Linked DNA regions of Pan troglodytes: region 2 is linked to region 1. The links are chromatin contacts, called in public Hi-C maps. All regions are on one chromosome and are shown on one strand. Each heading gives the region's core, a stretch centred on a gene start, on an enhancer-like site or on the middle of the called end of the contact. The rest is flanking DNA. Distances are from core to core; before and after follow the strand shown. Region 1 has its middle 170 kb from the start of DUSP4. Region 2 has its middle 89 kb from the start of SARAF.

Region 1 (5,932 bases), core at 2,286-4,785:
TTTTTTTTTTTTTTTTTTTTGAGACGAAGTCTCGCTTTGTCGCCCAAGCTGGAGTGCAGTGGCGCGATCTCAGCTCACTGCAAGCTCCACCTCCCGGGTTCACGCCGTTCTCCTGCCTCAGCCTCCCGAGTAGCAGGGACTGCAGGCGCCCACCACCATGCCTGGCTAATTTTTTGTATTTTTAGTAGAGACGGGGTTTCACTGTGTTAGCCAGGATGGTCTTGATCTCCTGACCTTGTGATCTGCCCGCTTCAGCCTCCCAAAGTGCTGGGATTACCGGTGTGAGCCACCACACCTGGACTTTTTTTTTTTTTTTTTTTTGTGAGATGGAGTCCTGCTCTGTCACCCAGGCTGGAGTGCAGTGGCGCAATCTTGGCTCACTGCAACCTCCGCCTCCCAGGTTCAAGTGATTTTCCTGCCCCAGCCTCCTGAGTAGCTGGGATTACAGGTGTGTGCCACCATGCCCAGCTAATTTTCGTATTTTTAGTAGAGATGGGGTTTCACCATGTTGGTCAGGCTGGTCTCGAACTCCTGACCTCATGATCTGCCCACCTCAGCCTCCCAATGTGCTGGGATTACAGGAGTGAGCCACCACGCCCGGCTGGGTGCTTTTAAAGGCAATGTGAAGTGCTGCAATGGTTGACAGCTTGCTTTGTGTTGGTTGGCATCTTTTAATATCTTCAAATATTGCACCAAAATGTTTGACCACAAAAGTGTAGGAGCACTCAATAAAGGTAGCGCTATGACTTCTCGAGGTTCCTATTAGTTCTCACACATCAAAAATCTCTGGGAGGGCTTCATCCTTCTTTGATTTCATTATGATGTCCCCTGACACATGGGGGTGTTCTGGCCCCAGCCCATGACTGTCTTGTGTTTTTTCACTTTAAAGCTTGCACCTAACTTGCATTGCCTGGTGTTTTCACATTTTCGTTGTGTTAATCTAGAGGGCATGCTTCCCCATCTTACATCCTATTTATGTGTGTTTGATTGTGTGGTAGGAAAATAAAGTGTGCCCTCACCTCCCTCCCCACTGGCCGCCGAAGATGTCTACATCCTAATCCTCAGAATCTGTGAGTGTTATAATGCATGGCAAAAGGAGAATTAAAGTTGCAGATGGAATTAAAGTTGCTCATCAGCTGACTTTAACAAGAATTATCCTGGTTTATCTTATGTTAACACAAAGGACCTTAGAAGATGGAGGCAGAAGCGTAGATCAGAGGTACTCAATGTGAGGAGGACCCAACCGGCCTCGCTGGCTTTGAAGATATAGGAAGGTGCAGTTTGAGGGTGTTCTTGTAGACATGGAGACCGATTCTTTCCTAGAGCCTCCAGAAAGAACACAGTCCTGCTGATGCCTCGATTTTAGCCCAGTGAGACCCATTTCTGACTTCCAATTTCCAGAATTGAAAGATAATAAGTTGTATTGTTTAAGCCACTAAGTTTGGGCCAGCCACGGTGGCTCATGCCTGTACTCCCAGCACTTTGGGAGACCTGGGTGGGCGGATCTCTTGAGGTCAGGAGTTTGAGACCACCATAGCCAACATGGTGAAACCCTGTCTCTACTTAAAAAAAATACAAAAAATAAGCTGGGCGTAGGGCACGCGCCTATAATCCCAAGCTGAGGCAGGCGGATCGCTTGAACCTGGCAGGCAGGGGTTGCAGTGAGCCAAGATTGCGTCACTGCAGTCCAGCCTGGGCGACAGAGTGAGACTCCGTCTCAAACAAACAAACAAACAAACAAACAAAAAAACCACCAGGTTTGTGGTGATTTGTGACAGCAGTCATAGGAAACATATAATTTGCATCTCCTATAATGTTAGCTTGGTCAATATCACAGCATCAGGTAGAAGCCATGGGCCAGGAAATGAGCTCCTACTGGCCACAGAGGTCCTGGCTGGCACCTTCCTTCCAGGACTCTCCTTGCAGGGGGGTGAGGGGGAAAAGACCACGATGCTGAGGAGCTCTGCTGGGAAAAGCATGAGCTATGTCCCCAAGGACCTTCCTCATCTTTGCACACCTTCCAGCACATTCTGCGCACTTGTCATGGGCTCACTTCCTGTTTGGGTCATTTACTTACCAGAAATGTCTCTCCTTTTCTGAGAACAAGTCTGCTTGACCATGTAGAGAGAAGCTGTTCAGTAAACACATACCAAGGTTTCATTTTGAAAAGCTTCATGTGAGAGCTGAGGTTGGAAACCTAAAAGACCCCCAAGTTTAGCAGTGGTTTAGTGAATAAGTGACTGTGAAATGTCCCAGAAATATGCTTGGCTTTCAAAAACTAGTATTTAAAATATCTAGTCTTCTCTCTAAAAGATGGAAGAGAAATTAGTTTTGAAAATCCTTTTGGCTAAAAGCCTACTGTTCTGACATATTTTTCCTCCTGGGACTCACTTTCCTAGAACTGCCTGTCTCTGGTACCTTGTATCTGGAACTCTCCTGAGGTTTATTTGCATTGTTGAATTCCTGCCTTAGGGTTATTGAAGAGTAATGAATTGAATGTTTGAGTTGTTTGTGGTAAGTTATTAATTCCTCCCCCGCCTTTTTTTTTGGAGACTGTCTCTCTCTCTCATCCAGGCTGGAGTGCAGTGGCGTGATCTCGTCTCACTGCAACCTCCACCTACCAGGTTCAAGTGATTCTCCTGCCTCAGCCTGCTGAGTAGCTGGGATTACAGGCACATGCCACCACTCCCGGCTAATTTTTTTTTTTTTTTTTAGTAGAGACAAGGTTTCATCATTTTGGCCAGGCTGGTCTCGAATTCCTGACCTCAAGTGATCCGCCTGCCTCCCAAAGTGCTGGGATTACAGGCGTGAGCCACTGTCCCTGGCCAGTAAGTTATTAATTCCATCAGTGAGAGAGACAGCTCTGTGGTTAATGGCACTCATAGGACCATAGAGAAGTGTGAAAAGAGGGATCTCAGCTTATCTAATAGAATGTCAGCCACTGCTGAATTACCTTTGGATGGTCCACAAAGAAGTTGCAGAGATACTCTCATAGGAGAAACAGCCCCATGAGCCACTTCAGGATGGCTTGGCTTTCAGTGAGTTGCTGATAAATATCAGATTTCAGTAAAAATCGAATTTGAAATAGTTTACATATAAAATAGAAGCCTAAATTATCGATCCTGGAGTGTACAGCGAGAGGAGAGAGAAAATTACACCAGCAATTACATTACAATGTAATAAATGGTAAATACAGGTGGCCTCTCCTCTCTCTCTCTCTTTCAATTTCCCTCTCTCTCTTCTCTCTCTTTTTCCCAGTTTTTCTTCTCTCTGCAGAGACCAAAAGCTGCTTGAAGACATATGATATGTTTTACTTCTCTTTTTTCCCCCTCAGGGCCTTGCCTTGTAGGGGCTCAATATGGCTTTATTATTTTACCCTTAGCTGTTTGTCTTTTTAGAAAGTATTTTATGTGTTCTTCTTTAGGTTGGGAGGAGGGTGACTTCTTGGTATTTCAGAAGGACTCCAGAACACAATGCAGTAAGTGTTGCACTGAGAAACATCACGTAGCAGGGAAGATTTAAGGGCCAGGCCTTCAGGATCTCTTGTGATTAGACGCCTAAGCCTATTTGTAAGGCCGTGGGAGTACTTCTCCAGGCACGGAGAAGAATGCTGGAGCTAACAAGAAAGCCCTTTTCTGCTGTGTACTATATGTCATAATGTTAAAAAAAGGGGGGAGGGACATGATGAAAAAGAAAGGCCTGGAACTTAAGAGCGATTCTGTTCCCAAGTGGAAGGCATGTTTTTTCTTATTGCTGTAAGCGGTGGCAGGCATCCCCAGGCCAGCAACAAACATCCGGGAGCTTTGGTATTAGGCAGGATGTTAGCATGCCAGCCTCATGGAGAAAAGGAACAATGGCTGTTTAATTTGCTTTTTATAGCAAAGCCCATTTGGGACGAATGAAGACAGGAGGATCTTAGAAGAGCTTCCTTTCCCGGAGGGTTGGCCCATCTGCTCCATGGAGAGGAGAGTGTGCTGACTCAGGAAGCCGAGCCAGCCAGGCCCTGAGCGGCGCCTCTGCCAGGACGCTGGCCCACGCGGCCACTGCACAAATGGTGTGCAGAGTGCAGGAGGCACATTAGGGCTCTTAAGGATGGGACAACTGACTTCTGTCCGGGGATTACTGAGACATATGTTCCGTGACCACCATAAGCATGCTTTCTCTAACAAAGCCTCTTTTATGGGGTATTGTTGGAGAAACGAAAAATACACAAACTCCTCTCTGCAAGGGATTGAACATTTAAGGAAATGTGACCAAACTATTTCTAAGCATCATATATCTTTGTGCCTTTTAAAGCAGAAAACAGGGAACAAAATACAAACCTCTATGAATGCTTTGGGTTATTAATACAAAGATCAAGTTTTAAGCATAACCAATGATCATAACTACTATTTTATTTTGGTGTTCAAAACACTGTATTGTGGGCCTGGCACAGTGGTTCACACCTGTAATCCCAGCACTTTGGGAGGCTGAGGTGGGCAGATCACCTGAGGTCAGGAGTTCGAGACCAGCCTAGCCAACATGGTGAAACCCCGTCTCTACTAAAAATACAAAAATTAGCTGGGTGTGGTGGCGGGCGCCTGTAATCCCAGCTACTAGGGAGGCTGAGGCAGAAGAATTGCTTAAACCTGGGAGGCGGAGGTTGCAGTGAGCCGAGGTAGCGCCACTGCACTCCACACTCCAGCCTGGATGACAGAGAGAGACTCCATCTCAAAAAAAGAGAAACAAAAACAAAACAAAAGAAACAAAACAAACACTGTATTGAAACTTATAGAACTACATCAACCAGCTATAAACTGTGATACTTTTTGAATTCAGGAATTTATTTTTCATCATCTTTCTGTTTCTTGCTGCTTTGACGTCGTTTCAGAGTCAGTCTCAGTATTTTCTTCCTTTTTTCTCTCCCACTCCTTTCTACTGAAACTAATAAATTACTTCGTTATAGTCGTATATGAGGGCAAGAATAAACAAGCTCTGGAAAGAACCTAATAAGTTTCCTATAAACTGAACCGATAGCTCTTCAGGCTGTTCCCAGGCTTGTTTTTGTTTTCTTCTTACATCAATGTTTCTGCCTGTCTTGCGGAGGATGCTGCAGTGGTGACCTCCAGATAAGGAAGGCATTTTAGGCTGTGACAGGTGAGCAGGCGTCTTCCCTGAATGGCTCTGATTAGGTTGAGAGTTCGAGGGCACAGACAAGATCTGGCTGAGAAAAGGACCTCTCTGTTGGGAGCTCAGCCCCCAAACTCAGTGACATTTGGCACACTGAATGCTGGTGTTTTCTCTCTGTATGGGCTGAGGCAAAATCAGCTGAGGCGCCCTATCTTTTCCTCATATTTTTGCTTAGATGCAATGCACATATTCCAGGTGAGTCCCTACACAAGATAATGATCGTTTCAGAACCTTAGATGACATCATTTGGAGATTTGTTGAGTGGCTATCAACCACCCCAACTGCTGTTGGTAAAGAAGAGATAACAGAGTGAAAATATTTGTCATATGAGTTTCACTATTTTTTTTAGTCATATATGTTCTGATGTGGTAGTGGGAGTAAAGAACTGTCTTATGACTGCTCTAGATATCAGAGATGGAAAATTCTTAGCTCATTCATTACCCTTCAAGACTCATATGCCATACGGCTTTCTGTTGATCTTCTGGGCTGATTTCATCTGCACCTGCTTCCTTCTCAGGAGATACTAAGTGATAAATGATCTCAGGGCTGGAGAGATATTTCAAAGGAATCACATCCAGTGGTGCCACTCCTATTTCATTTGGCCATATTCCTTTAGTGGGTGAGGTTTTCCCAGGCTATCAGTCATTCATTTAGTTCTGAGTCTCATGAAACCCAGAGCTAGTCATTTGACAACATTCCTGTGCCTCAATTTCCCTTCTTTAACAGCTCGGCAATAGAAACAGAATGTGAGCCACATACATAA
Region 2 (5,932 bases), core at 2,033-4,532, 480 kb after region 1:
AGCGATTCTCCTGCCTCAGCCTCCCTAGCAGCTGGGATTGCAGGCACCTGCCACTGCGCCCAGCTAATTTTTGTGTTGTTAGTAGAGACAGGGTTTTTCCATGTTGGCCAGGCTGGTCTCGAACTCCTGACCTTAGGTAATCCACCCAGCTCAGCCTCCCAAAGTCCTGGGATTACAGGGGTAAGCCACCACACCCTGCCGAGAGTTCAGGTTTTATAGCCAAATTTCTCACCCAGGTTCCCAATCAGGTCTACTTACCCAAATGCAGAATTCAAACTTACTTAGTTCTGACTGGTCAACACGTGAGTTCTGATTGGTAGATACAGCTGAACCCTGATAGGCTGATAAAACTAAGCCCGGAAAGGCCAAGGCAGGTGAGCTCTGATTGATTGATTCAGGTGAACTCTGAAAGTCCTAAAGTTAAGTAGGAATGTGGGTTTTTGAGGAACTCAGAGTACACATGTGACCTGTAGTCAGCAAATGGCTGCCTGACTTTATTTAAAATAGGTCCAGGCCTGGGCAAAGTGGCTTAGGCCTGTAGTACCAGCACTTTAGGATGCCGAGGTGGGAAGACTCCCTTAGCTCAGGAGTTCAAGATCAGCCTATGCAGTGTAGCAAAACCCCTATCAATCAATCAATCAATCAATCAATAAAATAGGTCCAGTTAGCCACTCAGGATCCATCTCGAAGGAATAGCTCTTTCAGGTTCACATTTGTTTTCAGGGTAACAGTGTGCGCTCTGCTTAGACCGACACGCTTGGATTGGAGACGGCAGGAAACAAAACTGAAAGAGATAGTTAGGCCTAGGAAAACCTAAGAAACCTGTTTGGGGTTTAGCAGGCCATGAGGACCATGGAGATTTCTGCACAGAGTAGAAATCCGCCCAGAGCCAGGCTGTTGTCCTCCGCAGTGGGTGGATTGATGATTGGTGCAAGCGAAAGACTAAAGGCAAAGAAAACTGTTAGGATACTCGGCATGATCCAGAGATCAGACAGGGAGTTTCTGAGCTAGAAGAGACACAGTGAGAACAAACAACGGGTGGTTTGGTGAAAGAGAAACTACAGAAGTAGAATTCGGAGGACTTGGCAAATGAGTGGATGGGGAAGAAAACAGGGAAGAGGGAGGTGTCAGACTGGGCCTGCTACTTCAGGTCCAGGTCTATGTAAACAAGGTAATGACACATTAGAAATTTTATTTATTTATTTATTTTTATTTTTTTGAGAGGGAGTCTCGCTCTGTCACCCAGGCTGGAGGGCAGTGGCACGATCTCGGCTCACTGCAACCTCCACCTCCCAGGTTCAAGTGATTCTCCTGCCTCAGGCTCCCAAGTAGCTGGGATTACAGGTGTGTGCCACCATGGCTGGCTAATTCTTTTGTAGTTTTGGTAGGGACAGGTTTTCACTATGTTGGCCAGGCTGGTCTCGAACTCCTGACTTCAGGTCATCTGCCCACCTCAGCCTCCCAAAGTGCTGGCATTATAGGCGTGAGCCACTGCACCCAGCCAGAAAGTTTAAAATGAGAAGGATATTTGGGTTGGGAAGGAGAACTGGAGAGACTGAGATAGGTAAATAAAGAGTATTTGTTCTGTTTTGAACATTGTGAAAATTAGGTCCGTGTGCCACCCGGCTGGGAATGTTTAGAAGACAGTGAAGAAGGTAGAAATGATCTTCACTGGGGTAGGTTGAAGTTGAGGGAGGAAAAAAAAAAAACACACACACACACTACATGAAATAAGCAGGTGACCATTTGTGACCCTGGAGAGAACCATTTCTGCAGAGACGTCTCAATGGGAAGTGAAATGCAAGGGTTAGTTAAGGACGTAGTCAGTGGGAGGAAGTGGACGAGACAAGACAGCTTCATAACGATACAGCCCTTTTCTGATTATAAAAACTCATAGCAATTTATTGCAAAACGTTTTTAAGGAAGTATAAAGAAAACTTACATTTCCCATCCTCCCACCCCCAGAGATAAACACTATCAACATCTCGGGATAGTTCCCTCCAGACATTTTTTCTCTGCATATATTAGGGAGGTTTGGGTTTTTTAATTGGAATCACACTTTACATGCAGGTTTATTCCTGATTGTTTCACTGAACTTATATCTGAAGAATTTTTATATGTAATTAAATAGTTTTCAAATGCTGTTTTCAATGTTTTGAGCCCAACTTTTGCAAAACTAAACCACAGTTCATGTCAACAGCTAGGACAATCATCATTGTTTCAAATCTCTTAATGTTATAAAGCTCCATCTTCCTTGATGTTGGGGAGAACGATAAAGACAGAAAGTTAGCTCCAGGGTATGGCAGGTGGAGGGGAGAGGGATTGAAGGGATTTTGTTTGTTTTTAATGTAGGAAAACCCTGAATTTGTTTGAAGATAGATCCAAGAGAAATTCAGATCGAACACTGAAAAGGCTTCAAGGCTCTGGGGAAGACCTGAGTTTATGGGAGGCTGGTGCTCTTGAGCCTCGCCTCAGCCCACAGACAGACCAAGAGAGACCCCACACCACCACGGTCAACTCACTGCATGAGACTTAAACATGGTGCCTGCTTCTGTGCAGCCCCATGACCCTCCGCTGTTGGGAACTTGATGTCCTACTCAGGGCGACAAAATGGCACCAGAGGAAGTTATCCTGAAGGTTAACTGTCAGTTATCCTGACTTTCAGGGCTAATGAGATCATATCTTCTGAGCTCCTCAGAAAAACAGGCTACCTAGAATTAGGACAAACTCTTGTTCTAATTATTTAGCGGGGCCATGTTGCCTCCTCTCTTCTGATGGTCAGTCCTGGCTCTGGGGGCTCAAGACTGCTTCCTTCTCCTTTGCTTTCCATCCCTCCCAGAGGCCAATGTGACTATATCTGCCTGGCCTGCTCAGCCTACTTTTGATCCCGTCCCGGCCCAGCCTCCATTCCAATCCACAAAAGCATTAAGATCCCCAAATGCCAAGGCCTGCAGCTCAGCTCCTGTGCCCTTCAGCAATCCTTGCCGCCTCGGTTTGCTGCACAATCCTCCGTAGAGAGCTGCCTGAGGTTCTATGTAAGCATCAGCCTATCCTCTACTGAAAACTCTTTTGATGTTTTTGTTCCTGAAAATACCCAAGTAGTGCATTACTGGAAGAAAAGGAAAGGGAACATGAGTCTCCAAGGGCTGAACATCCCTTTGCATTTCGGATCGCCTGAAACTATCATGCCAAAAAGTCAATCAAGCAGCATGTATTAAGCCACGTGCATTGGTGTCACGGCCAGTTTCCCCAAGACAATACTAAGGAAACATGAATGGGAAGAAAGGGCAGAGCTATTCGGTAGCCAGGACTACCCTCTAGTGTTCAGTCAGAGGCCTTAACTCCCTCCACAACCCCACAAGCCAAATAAAAATAATACGAAGATACTCATTGCTAAACAGTGGATTGTTCATCTTACAGCATCTTAATGTTTTTTTGCATTACCGTTACCAGTCTAGGCCACACACAGAAAGGCAAGCTGTTCTTTTGACAAATTATTCCAACTGAATACAAGATTGTTTAAGGCAGCCATGGGTCATTTATTCACTATCTGATAGCAATAATATCCATGTCTGATCATGCAGCAGGGTTATTTTACAACTATTAAACTAACCCTAGAAAACGTTGTTTTAGTTTTGGAGGGTTTGGGGGATTGACTGTTTTTTACTGATGCGAGCTCTGTGTTGCCCAGGCTGGAGTGCAGTGGCTATTCACAGGTGCAGTCATAGCACACTGTAGCTTCCAACTCCTGGGCTCAAGCAATCCTCCTGCCTCAGGCTCCCCATTAGCTGGGACTACAGGCCCCTGCCAGCATGCAAGCTCCAGAATATGTTTTGATGGTAACATCTAGTGCTATCAAAATGGTTAAAAAACGGATAAACTCATACTTTGTGTGTATATATACATGTATGTGTGTATATACACACATACATATACATATATGTGTATATACACACATACATATACATATATATGTGTATATACATATACGTGTGTATATATATATACATATATACATATGTGTGTATATACATATATACATATGTGTGTATATATGTGTGTATATATACACATGCATGTATGTGTGTGTATATATACACATACATGTACATATATGTGTGTGTATATATATATTTTTTTTTTTCTTTTGAGATGGAGTCTTGCTCTGTCACCCAAGCTGGAGTGCAGTATCTCAGCTCACTACAACCTCCGCCTTCCAGGTTCAAGCAATTCTCTTGCCTCAGCCTCCTGCATAGTTGGGATTGCAGGCACCTGCCACCACACCCAGCTGATTTTTGTATTTTTAGTAGAGTCAGGGTTTTATCATGTTAGCCAAACTGGTCTCGAACTCCTGACCCCAAGTGATCCACCTGCCTCGGCCTCCCAAAGGGCTGGGATTACAGGTGTGAGCCACTGCGCCCGGTCATACTTTGTATATTGATATTTGCTAAACTCATCATTGTATATTGGGAAGCAACATTATAATATGTTTAGGTATCATGAAATATGTTACCTTTTGATCCTGATTCCAGGAAATAATGCAACAGAATTTTTTAAATGATACAAATAGGAAAGTAGACCACAGCTTTATTTGCAATAGCTTCTTACTGTTATATTATTCGGCCACTTAAAATAATGATTTTAAAGCCTCTATTTGTGGTTTCATGTAAAATGAAAAAAGCAGGTTGTAAATTGCATGTACAGTGTAATTACAAGTTGTAAAATGTGTACATTGTATGGATATGTACAAACACTAGGTTGGAATGTAAAATAATAAATACAAATAATATTTGGTCACTTTGTGTTAAAGTAAGAGATGCTATTTGTTATTTGTATATTCTTTGTTTTGTTGTTTTGTTTTTAATTTTTTTAAGGCTGCCTTTAAACTGCTTACTAACATGTATCCAGCTTGGAAAAATGTTCTCAGGTCCACAAGACCCTTTCTCAACTCAAAGCTAAGCCATTAAGTAATTCTCAGCTTGTGGCTTGAGGCCAAATGATCGTTTTGTGGTTTTTGTTGCTAAAGCCAAGAATCCTATTAATTGGAAATAAGACATAATGAATACACAATAACAAATGAATTACAAGAAATATCATGGCCTATCAGTAAAACCACGTTATATGAATTACACAATGTTAGATGAATTATATGAATATCAAGGATGTGAATGTAATGTTGACATGAATAACTTGGAATAAGAGTCTTAATAAAAATATCAGAACATGTAATTGTACATTCACACCTCTTAGCAACAGTTTAATCACATAGATCGGAAGTAAGTTTGAGGTGCTTTATGTTGATGAAATTGTTAGTGTTAGTTTTTCTTTTGCTGTAAAGTTCTTATGGTTCAAAATTTTTTATGGCAACTCACCTTAGAGATTAAGAAATCTGGAGTCAAGTAGACCTGTGCTTAGTCCTCCTCTTGTACTCAGGAGAAGTTTCTGTGGTCTCAGCAAATTAGCAGGTGACCCAGAAGTGTTCTCAAAACCAGGCAAGCGGTAGCTAGAACAAAGTGATTGTCTAAAAAGCAGCTTTATAATGGGCTTTCACAGAGTGTTTGTAGCATCCAGTTGAGGATTTGTGACAAAGATAAAAATCCTAGCCAGGTTTTGGTCTTTAACTGAAGATTTGGTTCAAGCCACTGGAATAGTCATAGAACAGATTTGAAATCACACCATACTCATGGCTATACGATTCAAAATTAATGACACAACTATCTGAATATCTCCAAATATACGACATGAGGATAAAGATATAGCCCAGAGAATGTTTCAGAAACAGCCAAACCATTCAAAGGCAGAACAAAGAAAGGTAAGGTATGTTGTTAAAACAGGCCAGTCAGGGACAAATAAATCAATCTTGACAAATAATATTAATCTTCTCATAAATGATTTCCTCACTGAAATTTGTATGCAAATCAATTCGAGAGTA

Evidence for each region. Hi-C and Micro-C count contacts between places; a contact is called where the count stands out from the background.
Region 2: a Hi-C map of stem cell-derived neural progenitor cells shows a contact between it and region 1, with 2.7 times the contacts expected there. The contact joins two enhancer-like sites. A contact is called at or near these places in 2 of 7 Hi-C or Micro-C datasets (induced pluripotent stem cells and stem cell-derived neural progenitor cells).

Annotation. Positions count from the first base shown.
Region 1 is chr7:37,881,591-37,887,522 of NHGRI_mPanTro3-v2.0_pri, forward strand. No RefSeq gene overlaps it. Among named protein-coding and RNA genes, the nearest start is that of DUSP4, 170 kb to the left of the region's middle. Within about 2 kb of position 3,536, at least 3 of the 24 cell types and tissues checked have an H3K27ac peak or open chromatin away from gene starts, as enhancers often do. A contact at or near this core is called in stem cell-derived neural progenitor cells, where this site is marked.
Region 2 is chr7:38,366,094-38,372,025 of NHGRI_mPanTro3-v2.0_pri, forward strand. No RefSeq gene overlaps it. Among named protein-coding and RNA genes, the nearest start is that of SARAF, 89 kb to the right of the region's middle. Within about 2 kb of position 3,283, at least 4 of the 24 cell types and tissues checked have an H3K27ac peak or open chromatin away from gene starts, as enhancers often do. A contact at or near this core is called in stem cell-derived neural progenitor cells, where this site is marked.